2 separate regions of the Drosophila melanogaster genome follow, and region 1 is linked to region 2. The links are chromatin contacts, called in public targeted proximity ligation maps. All regions are on one chromosome and are shown on one strand. The core of a region is the stretch at or near the end of the contact, and the rest is flanking DNA. Distances in the headings are between cores, read along the strand shown. Region 1 overlaps pum (pumilio). Region 2 overlaps pum (pumilio).

Evidence for each region.
Region 1: a targeted proximity ligation map of the Kc167 cell line shows a contact between it and region 2, with 7 times the contacts expected there. A contact is called at or near these places in 12 of 107 Hi-C or Micro-C datasets (the Clone 8 cell line, the Kc167 cell line, the OSC cell line and 6 more) and 2 of 7 datasets of targeted methods (both in the Kc167 cell line).

The regions. Positions count from the first base shown.
Region 1 is chr3R:9,209,645-9,216,587 of dm6, reverse strand. pum (pumilio) reads left to right here. Exons shown (of 13, transcript NM_001275474.1): 7 at 2,323-2,611; 8 at 2,742-2,828. Among named protein-coding and RNA genes, the nearest start is that of lncRNA:CR45196, 15 kb to the left of the region's middle.
Region 2 is chr3R:9,068,517-9,074,941 of dm6, reverse strand. pum (pumilio) reads left to right here. Exons shown (of 13, transcript NM_001275474.1): 11 at 1,913-3,190; 12 at 3,267-3,435; 13 at 3,505-6,425. The coding sequence ends at 3,997. Among named protein-coding and RNA genes, the nearest start is that of Ada, 6.5 kb to the right of the region's middle.

The sequences.
Region 1 (6,943 bases), core at 913-3,412, 140 kb before region 2:
TCTTTATTTTTTTTTTGTCCACTGACGCTGTTTTGCAATTTCATTGCCGGTTGGCCCAAACATGTTTCAATGCCAAACGTAATAACTGTTATGATGTAAGTGGCAACAACAACAGCAGCCAGCCAGCGAGCAGAAGAGCCACAGAAGCAGCGATAAAAATCACCTGCATCAAGATCAGCTCGAAGAAATCGATACTCATTCCGGCTTCAGTTTGAGTTGTATGAGATTGCAACGCTGATTACAAGGAACTTTAGATCATGTCTGAAACAAACAATATAAATGTATAAATAAATTAAGTAAAAGGAAGTAAGCAGTAGTTAGAAACATAATTCAATAGAATTATTGGGCTGATGAAATTGAATTGTAAAGTTTTTTTTTTTATATATTATGTTGTATTTGCTATACACATTTTGATTAGATTTCGTTAGATATTGCATTACAGCGTGGGTTTCAGTTGGTTTTTTGTATTACCACTATTTTTTTTGTTGCTACTGCGGCTGGAGGTTTCTTTTTTATATGGCTCTGTTTGTTATTGTACATTTTGTTTGAAATTAAAGTTGCGAAAACATTGAAAGGCGAAAAGCGCTGCTAAAAATAATTCGAGGCAGGCAAAAGTGGACAGCCAAGTGACTCACCTGACTGGCACACACACACACACACACACACACTGATTGCTGCTTCTTCTTTTGCCACCTGCCAGGTGACCCAGACTACTGCTAACCCATTACAACCGACGCCCCTTCCCCTTTCAGCGCCCTTTCCCGCTTACCACTCTGACCTTTTTGGCTGCCGATGCCTCATTTTTTGTTGGTTTTCCCGCCTCTTTGCCCTCTCTCGCTCCACTGGTGGCCGCACTTTCTTTTGTCTTGAAAAGTGAAAATTTTGGGTCACCGAAAGCGGAGCAGCGGAGCTAATGGGATTGTATGAACATACTACATTGTGCTAGGTCAGACATGACTCTTAGAATTCGGGGGCCAGTGGAAAGTTGCCAATGAATACCTGACCTCGGTCAAACTAGACGCTCGCTCTACAAAATGATGAAAAGTGAGAGTGTGAAATCTAAGCTTTGAATTCGTTATAAATTCAGCTGGACTGTAATTGGAACCCCAAAAAAGTACTAGATTTGTGGCTAGCCAAAATTAAGAGAAGAGTTATATAAAAATGAAGATAATCCTTTTATGCTTGGCTGGCGTCATGACTGGGTTTGTTTACCAGCCAGATGGTTGGTAATCACCGACAGAATTCTAAAATATACGTAGCTAAGCTATATGACTAATACAGGTAGTCAAAAAGATCTCAAAGTGTATGACGTAAGCTGCTTAGAAATTATAGAAATTACAAGCTTTTAGTAGCAATGCACTTTGCATTACAGTTGGATTAACAGTAATTAATTCCTTCGCTTTGGATATTTGTTTCCCCAGCTGCTTTGGCTGAGAGCGCTAAACTTTTGTTCTGCTCCCAAGCTTGTTTCTCTGAAGTCACATGTATTGTTAATAATGCGGTGTGAATGACCTGGCAATGAAATTATAGCTGGGAAATTACATACGAGCACACATGCATTTGACGCTAGAAAGAAAAGAGGCAAAACAATGTGCAGAGTAGAGTGTAGTAAAAATCACTGTGCTTGCAGAGTCATCGACTTGGGTGCAGTGGGTTAAGAGCGATGAATGAATGGAAGCTGCCGTGCCGAGATAAATGCATTAATTAATTTATCAGCATGACTGACTCACCATACTACATACAGTGGCAAACATTTCCAGTTTGATCTAAAGTTTGGCTCGACCATTTTATTTGCATGTTAAACGATGCTCGTTTCGCTGATTTTATGCAGATGCTGTGTTTAATTTATGAACCGCTGGTCAGCTGGAGTGCTGACGTCACGAGTCATTTGGAAACAAGTTTGCTGCTTAAGTCTTTTGTTTTACCCGGTGTTTGGCCAATAGCTGCAAAACTGTGCAGTTGGTAGTAATATTATGACGGCAAATTAGGCTCCACTATTCTTAGATTAGTTTTAATTTATAATTTAAAGTTTGAGATTTTTTATTTCAAATAAATTGCTTTATTCCTTCTGTTCTAAATACTTTTTAGTACACTTAACAGTTTGAGAATCTGTGATAAGAAAAAGGTTTATGCCACGGCTAAGTGGTGAATACAGTTACTCACAAACTTTCCACAGTTCAAAATTATATTATTACAGTTTGAGACTGCACTGTTAAATAACATGCTGTTAAGATCCTTTGTTTCTTTTAAACTGTGAAATCTATAGCTTAAATAATTAAAAACAAATATTTATTATATTTTTTAACTTTCATTTTATTCTAGTCGCACTCCTGGTTCACGTCAACCATCACCTGCAGAGGAGTCCCAGCCACGTCCCCCCAATCTACTCTTTCCTCCACTGCCCTTCAATCACATGCTCATGGATCATGGCCAAGGCATGGGAGGCGGCTTGGGCGGAGTTGTTGGATCTGGCAACGGAGTCGGCGGTGGCAGCGGCGGAGGCGGGGCAGGCGGCGCTTATGCGGCCCACCAGCAGATGGCCGCCCAGATGAGTCAATTGCAACCGCCGATGATGAACGGCGTTGGCGGCGGAATGCCAATGGCAGCACAGGTAGGATGGTTAAGTTTAAGTGAACAAAAGTTTAATAGATAAGATCAAAATTTTATAAATTTAATTAGAACTTTAAATAGTTAATTTCAATTAAGAAGTGTAATAACTAATTGTAAATTCGACTTTACAGTCACCAATGTTGAATCACCAGGCAGCTGGACCCAATCACATGGAATCTCCCGGAAATCTCTTGCAGCAGCAAAATTTTGATGTTCAGGTGAGTTGAAATAAATCCTACCGAACAGTTTGTTGTTTCCATGGTCCCCAGAGTGACATTTTCATTGTGGGTTCGCAACCGAAAATTTGGGTCATGTGAGTGGGTGGTATGGGAGTAGGCAAGTCAACTGTGTGCTGGAGTCACAGTGGCTGCCTAATTTTCCACATCCGCCGGATGCGGCTGTTGCGTCCCCTGGTAGCCATTTCCGCCAGCCTTGCACAAAACTGAGTCCCAATGCACCACTCTCCATTTCTCGATTTACCATCCGACATCCTCCGCAGTGCCCATCTCGTTGCATGCAATTTATTTCGAAACAAAACGGAAATCGGATTTATTAGCCACAAAATTGCTTTTAAGCTGGTGCTTCTGTGTGCCAGTGGCTGTCAAACCAGCCTTTGGTTAGGCTCGCTCACATTCCTGCGGTTACAGTGGGCACTCGATAAGGGAAAACGAATGACCAATTTTTGGTTTGGAAATTTAATAATAAAATGTTTAGTTTTATTCAGTTACTAACAATAGAGATTAGACTCAATGCCAAAATTCCTGAACCGTTTTAACCGTTTGGAATCCCATTAATATTCCATATTTAATATTCCTCTCTCTGCGAGTGCAGACTGTATTCCGGCCCCAGTCAATGTCATTTCTTTCTGTTAACTTCAGCTTTATATCTAGCAAACAACCAACAGGCAGCCCTTCTCCCTTGGCTGCCAAATTGAAAATCAATATGCGTTGTTGCAGTTACCGATGCTATATCCTCCCTCGATCTCTCTCTGCTCATTCCGCCCGATTCCCCCTTGGCCTTCAACTGTTGGCCGCAAAGCAAATTGACATTTCCACACTTTAGTCGTCGTTGAGGCTGGGGCAATCTGCACTTCCGCTTTTTATCGCTCGCTCCACACATCCTGCAGGCATTTTTGTGTCGCTTTTGTCTTCTCTTCTGGCCCAAAGGAGAAAAAGGTGGGGGGAAAACCGAAGCGGGAAAACTTTATCGTAGCTCTTTGTTGGCCTGTGTGTGTGTGTGTTTTAAGTGAGCTGCCTGAAAGTGTGCTGCGCAAAATTGCATCAAAGTGAAAAAGCCAACACACTGTCAGAAAATGTTGTTAAGCCAACAACGGTCGAGCAACAGCAAGGAGCAACAAGCATCAAACTGTATCCTGATCGGGTCAAAGTAGCTGGAATGTCATTACGGATGAAAAACTGATGCTGCTTGTGGCGCCAGAAAGGTGAAAGTTTAATGCGCTTCCTGTGTTTTGCGTAAAGTTTTCAATAAGCACACTCCAGACACATTTAATGCATTCAGCTCATATGTGTTGATCAAACAGAGTTAATTGGAGGGAATGCGTCGTTTAGTGAACTCTAAACAAAGTAAATGTATTCATAGCCTAATATGCTTAAATAAATATGTTTAAATATTTAGCATTTAAACATTTCTTTTATCCAACAGAAATCCGACTTTGTGTTTTTTCAAAAATAGTTACAGCTTTTCAAACATTAAAATGAAATTACCCTTTCACAGTTCAGTTAAAAGTGAAATCCCCTTTGCCCTTTTATGGTGCGCTTTTAATTCAGAGCCAAAATTATATTATAATGCCTGCGTTGTGCGAAAGACCATAAAGAATGTTAATATATGTGTAATAATAGTGATTATTATTATGTTTTCATATTCTCTCAGAGAGATAAAGCAACACGCAACACTCCAACCATAAATAAAGCTCAGTAAAAGGGGGGCGACAAAGGGAAAGCAGGAGTACAGATATGCATTTATTGGTTTCATGAGAAAGGCGTGCAATATGTTGCCGATAATGGATAATGCAAGGCATGCACTCAGGCTTTTTCCCACTTTCGGTAGCTTTCGTGGATATTTCTTATTAAATCGGCGTTGATATTAACACTGAAAAGAAGCAAAGAAAAGAATCTTGACGAATTGCATGCAAAATAACGATGAAAACTGAATGAAAGGACTTTTTGTTGGCTTGAAGGATAGCAATATGGCACCACATAGTACAATGCCAGTGATTTTTGACAATGGTTATGCAATAAATATGAAGACGAACGACTTGACGCTTTTGTTATGAGATTTCGAAAGAGGGTGATGAAAAAGAAAGTAATACGAGTGCAAATATTGGTGGATTATTGCTTATTTGGTTCTTAATATTCAAGATTTCCAAACGATTCTTAGCAAAAATGCAATTGCTTCATGAATATGCATTAAAGACGGAAGAAAAACAAGGAAAATCACATATGGTGTAACCATGCGTAGAATGTCAGAATGTAGAAGACAAACGAATGGATTGCCTTTGAAATGAAAGAAATCATTATTTATATGTAGCAGAAGGAGTGAAGAAAATTACCGCAAACCAAAGGAAAAGGGGAATATTGCGTTGGCAATCGCTGAAAATTAATGCAAACTGTTGCCAACGAATCATCAATATAAATTTCAATGTGACCAATAACGTATTTGGCCAACTATTTGCGAGCAAATAAAGAAAAATGTTTGTGAAACATAAATCAATTGTTCAACGTACAGTAAGAAGATAAGAAAAGTTAGTCTGATGATGATGCATTTATCCTCTTACTTATAAACAATTACAAATGTTGTGGCCTAAATGCGGAAGAAATGTTTTTCTTTGGCTTACTTTTTATGATTTCCTTTCTCTAACAATTTTGGGTGCTGTCTGTCTTAGCCACGCCTCATTGGTTGCTTTTGTGTGTTAATCAGTCAGTTGGTAAGGCTTTTGTTGTCTTCAACGCGGCTTAATCGGATGATTGCTTTTGGTCTTTTTTGACTGCTTATTTCAGCTCTGATCTGAAAGTCTGTTTAATTGATTTCAAAAGTTACGGATTACTGTGGTTTTTCTTGTCTTCAGGTACTTTAGTTTAGTAAATCAGAAAGTTAAAAGGAAAGATGTTTTTTTGTATGTGCACAATTTTAAAGGTTAATTTAAAAATAACATAATTTAAATGCATAATCGAAATGCAAAACGAAACAAATAAATCAGATTATAGCAAATAATTGTGTACGCATTATGCAAATTTCAGCAATAGTTTTGTGTCTTTTCAAGTGTTTAATTTATGCATTTCGATATATAAATAATTCTATATTTTTTATTCGAATACAGTCACATAGTTTTAGGTCAGCAGGCAATTGAGATTTAACAGATGGCATTAACTAATAGGTATGGGATAGCAGCACGAATGCCACTTGCATTCAGTGTTCAAATTCGTCGTGAATAATTTACTACTACGCCAAAGTGCGAAAATTTGCATAAAAATGCATTTAAATCAATGAAAATGCAGCATCTGCTTTGCTCCTTGCCGCCGCTGATTCGCAATGCACCCCTCTGCAGTTTACCATCCCCTTTTCGGCACTGGCATATATTAATATAGCAATTAATTAAGCGTTAATTGGCACAAAAAGCATATAGCTCATTACGCATGTGTGTATGGCACTTAGTAAATTAATTTCCAATTGTCCATGGGCAGTGTTTCATTTCAATTCAGGCCTGCTCACATTTTGTTCAAAATGCGTTCTCGTTGCATTTCAAGTTTTAATGGCTGCTATGATGGCTACGTTTTGATGATTGAAAAAAGGATTCAATTAAATGCATACAATGCCATTGCGAACGTGCATTTTGGTTGGTTAAATTTTGGAATTTTAAAAGCAGATGCAATTGGTATGATTTAGTTTTAGATAAAGTGGCGATTAACATAATTGCATATAGAAATACGTGTCTGAAGAGCTAAAGAGTAAATCATATTTAATAATCATATTTTCCATAAGTTTTATATATATGTGTATATATTTTAAACCAATTGATCTCCTGGAAGTTTGAAGCTTAAGTTTGCTTTGCAACATTAAAGTTTTGATCTTTTTTATATGTTTTATAGCCGGTCCGATTACCTTTAGCTTCCTTAGGCAACTTTCCTCTGCAAAGACTTTTCCGTTGCCATGGACAACGATAGATTGCTTCTACGTCCCCAATATTCAACTCCTATTATCTGGCGAAAGCCATAATCAAGTGGTTGTTGTTTTTGGGCACGGGGCGTTCTACCGATGGAGTGAAAATCGTTGGCAGTGAGTGGGTGGAAAGTGTCATCCAATGCCGTCACTTGAC
Region 2 (6,425 bases), core at 3,457-5,956:
TTCCGCAAATAGAAAGAGAGCGACCGAGTGGCGCGAAGGAGACGGCACTAGACGCGAGAGACGACACTTTGCCGCTCGTCCTTGGCTTAATGTAATGATTTTATGAATTATAAATGCACACACGTGCACATTATGCACACGTTCCACTCACTCCTATTTCCGTCTCCACAAGGTGGTGATGGGGGGTGGGGAGGTCATTTAAATGTCAGGAGGAAGGTCGTCAGCGGGCGGGGCTGGAAAACTATTCTCGGCTCGGGCAACTTTGTAAGCGCTGTTAAGTAGGCTATGAAAAAACGGTTTAAGGGGCATTATATGAAATGTAATTAGTGCTAAAGAGCTGCTTCAAAGTAACGGAAACAGAGCCGCGCTTTAATTGCTCAAGAATTGCAGCGGATTTTTAAACGTCCCATTATCCTTAAAGCCTAAAGTGATTACTTAAGGAAATAACAAAGCGGTAGGATATTCGGTTTGCAGGCTCAACGTAAAGTAGTTATTATTAACAGAGCTAAGCCACTTAAGTAAAATCGATCATTTAACTTTAAAGTTGAAGTAGTTACATACAATTTCCACGAAAATTGAGACATTTTACCCAAGTTACTTTAACTATCGATTTCTTCGTTACACTACACACCTGCTAACACTGCTCCACTTTAGTTTTCAGAAACAAACACCAACATTGTGTATTATTTACCAGCCCCATTCCGCAACTTTCAACAAATTGCTTAATAACTCGGTCAACAAATTGCGCACACTGTGTTGACATTAACAACATTCGCCTCGCCTTGTCCTTTAACCCTGTTTTCCACACGCCCCGGAAAACCCATGAGTGGTTCAGAACCACCCAATCCCTTATTCACCTGCAACCAGCTGGAAATTTCGCAACCCTTTCGCGCAGCCTTTGTTGCACTAGTTGCTAAATAACTTAATGTGTCCTGGCCACGCTTATGGCGTATTTTCCGCCCTCTCAATATAAATTTGAGCAATTAATCTGCAGTTGGCTCTTACGGACACCAAAGTGCAACAGAATGTGGCAGATTGTGAAAGGAATTTATTATGACCGAGGGGTTTTGCAGGCTGAACTTTCGCTTTTCGCTGAGTCGCACATTTCCGGATCATTGGTCGCAGGGAATTGAGAGACTCAGCCTGTAAATCCCTCCCCTCAACGTCTCGCTTTCCATTCCCTCTGTACTTTCTCCACTTTCGCCGCTTAGATGGCAAATCAAATGCGAGTGACAGATTACGACATCAATCAAGTTGGCACCGTCTTTCGCCCAGCTACATCCACTCGCTGTGGCCGCCCACTTGTATCCTTTTACATATTCTCGTAGATTGCAGGCTGCCTCATGTGCGCGCACCATTAATGCTGTACATTATGGCTTACAGAGATAGATGTCCGCGGGCGGGGGTGGGATGGAAAGAGAGAGAGAGAGAGGGATGTGTATCGTCTGCACTGCAAATGCCAAATGGCTAAGTGACTAAAACTAAGCCAACAGCTGCGCCTCGAAGCGGGCAATTAAGTTTTACAGGCGCATCAAAGCCGCCTCCTCGCTTCTCTCGATTAATTACGGAGCGACATTGGTGACCGACTGGAAAGGATAATGGCACAGTTGCGTCAGAGTTTTATATCTGGGACCACTTCGAGTTTATATCCCGCCCAAGGCTGTAAGCTGGATGGATGAAACCGGGTTTCGATTTTCCATTTGCCGATTGATTGTCACTGCGGCGGTTGAGTGATGCTATTTGCTGCACTGGGTGGTGCTAAACTATGCAACTAACATGATTAAGTTCACATTGATGTACCTTACTTTTATCTTTCAACTTTGAGTCCTGCCATAAAATCGTGCATTCTCCTCTATACCTTTCCAAATAGCTTATCATTAACTAATGCATTTTTTCTTTGCACTTTTTGCAGGCCTCGCCTTGAACACGAGCTCGTTGACGGGTCGCCGCGACTCCTTCGACCGCAGCACCTCCGCCTTCAGTCCCTCGACCATGGACTACACCAGCAGCGGTGTGGCAGCGGCCGCCAATGCGGTGAACAGCACAGTGGCCCAGGCAGCAGCAGCTGCCGCAGCAGCCGCCGCAGCGCGTGGCAAGTGGCCGGGAGCGATGTCGGGAGCGGCCAGTGGAGCCTACGGAGCCCTGGGAGCGGGCAATGCTTCGGCCAGTCCCCTGGGCGCACCAATCACGCCGCCGCCATCGGCGCAATCCTGTCTCCTGGGCAGTCGGGCACCTGGAGCCGAGTCCCGCCAGCGGCAGCAGCAACAACAGCAGCTGGCCGCCGTTGGTCTGCCGGCGACTGCAGCAGCTGCTCAGGCAGCGGTGGCCGCGGCTGCCAACAATATGTTCGGATCCAACAGCTCGATCTTCTCGAATCCCCTGGCCATTCCGGGTACCGCAGCTGTGGCAGCTGCAGCGGCAGCAGCAGCGGCCGCCAACTCGCGTCAGGTGGCTGCCACGGCAGCGGCAGCAGCGGCGGTGGCAGCAGCAGCCGGCGGAGTGGGAGGTGCCCCACAGCCAGGAAGATCTCGCCTTCTCGAAGATTTCCGCAACCAGCGGTATCCAAATCTTCAGCTACGCGATCTCGCTAACCACATTGTGGAGTTCTCACAGGATCAGCACGGCTCGCGGTTTATCCAACAGAAGTTGGAGCGGGCCACCGCCGCCGAGAAGCAAATGGTGTTCAGCGAGATCCTGGCGGCAGCCTATAGCCTGATGACCGATGTCTTTGGCAACTATGTCATCCAGAAGTTCTTTGAGTTCGGCACTCCCGAGCAGAAGAACACGCTGGGCATGCAGGTCAAGGGTCATGTGCTGCAGCTGGCGCTGCAAATGTATGGCTGCCGAGTGATTCAGAAGGCTCTGGAGAGCATCTCGCCGGAGCAGCAGCAGGAAATCGTCCACGAACTGGACGGACATGTGCTGAAATGCGTCAAGGATCAGAATGGCAATCATGTGGTGCAAAAGTGCATTGAGTGCGTGGACCCCGTGGCGCTGCAGTTCATCATCAATGCTTTCAAGGGTCAGGTTTACTCGCTAAGCACCCATCCGTATGGATGCCGGGTGATCCAGAGAATCCTTGAGCATTGCACTGCCGAACAGACCACGCCCATTTTGGACGAACTGCATGAGCACACCGAACAGTTGATTCAGGACCAATATGGCAACTATGTTATTCAGCATGTGCTTGGTAAGCTATCACTTGATAATTTAACATGTATTCCTTATAGCTGATACATCATCTTACCTTCATATTTGATTTATAGAACACGGCAAGCAGGAGGATAAGTCGATTCTTATCAACAGCGTGCGCGGCAAAGTTCTGGTGCTATCACAGCACAAGTTCGCCTCAAACGTTGTGGAGAAATGTGTTACCCATGCCACTCGCGGAGAACGCACTGGTCTCATAGACGAGGTCTGCACCTTCAACGACAAGTGAGTGCCCGCACGGAAATTGAATCCTTCTTAGCTTTAACTTAACCAAAACTCATTTTCCCTCCGCAGCGCGTTGCACGTGATGATGAAGGATCAGTATGCCAACTATGTGGTCCAAAAAATGATCGATGTATCGGAGCCGACGCAGCTCAAGAAGCTGATGACCAAGATCCGGCCCCACATGGCCGCCTTGCGCAAGTACACCTACGGCAAGCACATCAATGCCAAGTTGGAGAAGTACTACATGAAGATAACCAATCCCATTACGGTGGGCACAGGAGCTGGAGGAGTGCCGGCAGCCTCGTCGGCGGCGGCAGTCAGCAGTGGTGCCACCTCGGCATCGGTAACCGCCTGCACCAGTGGCAGCAGCACCACCACGACCAGCACTACCAACAGCCTGGCCTCACCCACCATTTGTTCGGTGCAGGAGAACGGCAGCGCCATGGTTGTGGAGCCCTCCTCCCCGGACGCCTCCGAGTCCTCGTCCTCGGTGGTGTCAGGCGCTGTCAACAGCAGCTTGGGTCCCATTGGACCCCCGACCAACGGCAACGTTGTGCTGTAAAGGAAATAACAAATTAAGCCAGGCAGTCAAAGGAAACTTCCTTCTCGAATCGCAGTATAGTTTTTAGAAGCTGTAGAGCTTAACATAAACAACAAGTACATATAAATGTAATCTTATTTATTGGAAAAGCAGCGATAAATGGAGCTGCACTCGAAGATTTGCAAAGAGGATAGTAAAACACACATGCGCCAATCTAGAGAAACAAATAGCAAACAAAGAAGCACACTGGCAAGCAAAAAAGCAAAAGAGCTTAACAGCTAAAACTAAAAGAAATTTGTATTTTTACGAACAAAACTAATAACGTTCTCATGAAAAAAGATTTCAAAATATTTGTAAAATGCGCTCGCATAATTAATTTGTAAAAAAAAGGCATGAACCGCAAAGATGAAAGAAAACAAAAATGCGTAGTAAATCGCGATCAAGAAAAAATAATGAATGTAATGTAAAATGTCAATGAAACAGATTTGTCTGCGTACATTTTCGTTGTAACTTTGTATAAATTAATTATTATATAGCAAGTCTATCTGTAAATGATTAATGTTTCGACTGTAAATTAATAAGAAGACAACTGAAGAGCCGGCGAGCTGAAAAAAAAGAAAGTAAAAAGAGCGGGCTGCATGAATTAGCCTACGATTTATAAGTTCAGACAGAGGAACCATTTCTAATATACAAACATATATACGAGGGATAACAGCAGAAGCCGCACTTAGTGTAGAATGTAGAGTAATAATGTTTTTGGAGCCAGCAGCTACAAAGACACAATGAAAACAGAGACACACGAGACACGCCCACGCCCCCTCACGCACACTCGGTTGCATACACCCACACAATGAACGACTCTTCAGCCCATTCACGTTGCTTTTGCACTATGTAAAAATTTTGTATAAAAAAAAACCCCAAACAACAAACCATGTAAACCATGTAATTTTCAAATGTTTCACTGTAAAATGTATACATACTTTATTTTGTAAATTTTTTTTAAGTCGCAAGTAACTCATACATATTCTATTCTAAACCTCACGCATGTATTTATAATTTTATACACATTAGCTGGTGACCACCGATCGACGATCTGCATGGATATTGGTCAGCTGGTGGCCAGCTAAAAGAACCTGTTAGCCAAGTAAGCCAAAAATGATAATAATTGGATTTTAAAACAATAACCATCAAAATAAACCAATTTTTTTCAAAATTTTCCGAGACCCTTTTATGTTTGCTAGCCCACCTTAATGTATGATATATGTATATGTATATTTAAATCGACACTATGCTTTCGCAACTGCACACTGAACGAAATCAGGTGGAGAGTTAACTTTGTTATGTTAGACAGAAAGCGCTTGTTGCTCCCTGCGAAGCTTGAAATGCATTCGCTGTGCGGCATACTAAATAATTAACCAACCCTTCCTTCACGTAAGTGTATAAAATTGTTTTAAAACGTCATCGAAACACTTGTAAATTGCAAACAAAAACTGTATATGTATACATACGAACGAATATTGTAAAAAGTAACAATACCAAGAATTTTGTACATTTTTGATATAAATTTAGATTACTTCGCGACGCCTTATTCCAAATACTAAAATACTGAAAATAATGAAAACGAGAGATGGTAAGAAAATCGAATTTAGACTTTTTTGTCGGTTTCGTCGAAACACACAAAAATCCAATGTAAAACAATTTTTGGAGATCAATGTAAAGTGTATTATGCATATTTTTGTACACACAAATTCGTTGTCGTGTCGTTGTTGTTGTCGTCGTCACCGTCGTCGTTGTCGTTGTCGTATTTTGTATATAACAAGCAAAGGATACCAGTCATTGAACATTTGTAATTTTCTGTACATTTCCCCCCAACACACCCATCCCATTAACCATTAATCATTCACTATTTACCATTACCCCTAATCCATCCCATTGAACATGACCACATTGCAACATCCGTATTATCCTGTCTCTGAACAAGTGAGCGCATTTCAAGCGACAGCGCAAGCAGGGCTCGGTATTATTTGTTTGGTACTTTTAGTTATTAACTTGTCAACTGCCTGTCTCTAGAGCGCAATGCACTGATAATTTTAATTTAAATAATCCATAGATGAACATTGTATTTAGGATTCTCGAGTTCGATACGGAGTGAACAATGCAAGTAGAGATGCTTTCTGTAGGCTAAACACATTGCTACACGCCGTGTACATTTGACGTGTAAAATACACCGAACACCCACACTCACACCGACACGAACACCAACACATCTACACACCCACACAGACACAAAGGACACAGCGAGCTGCTTAGCTGTAGTAGTTAGTGTAAGCCAGCGAATCCCTATAAATATTTAAACATATATACACGCATATAGAATTATGTACTACACTTAGTTTTGAACTTGACGTGAGGCAAACGTTTTTTAAAAAAGAAAAATAATGTATATGTA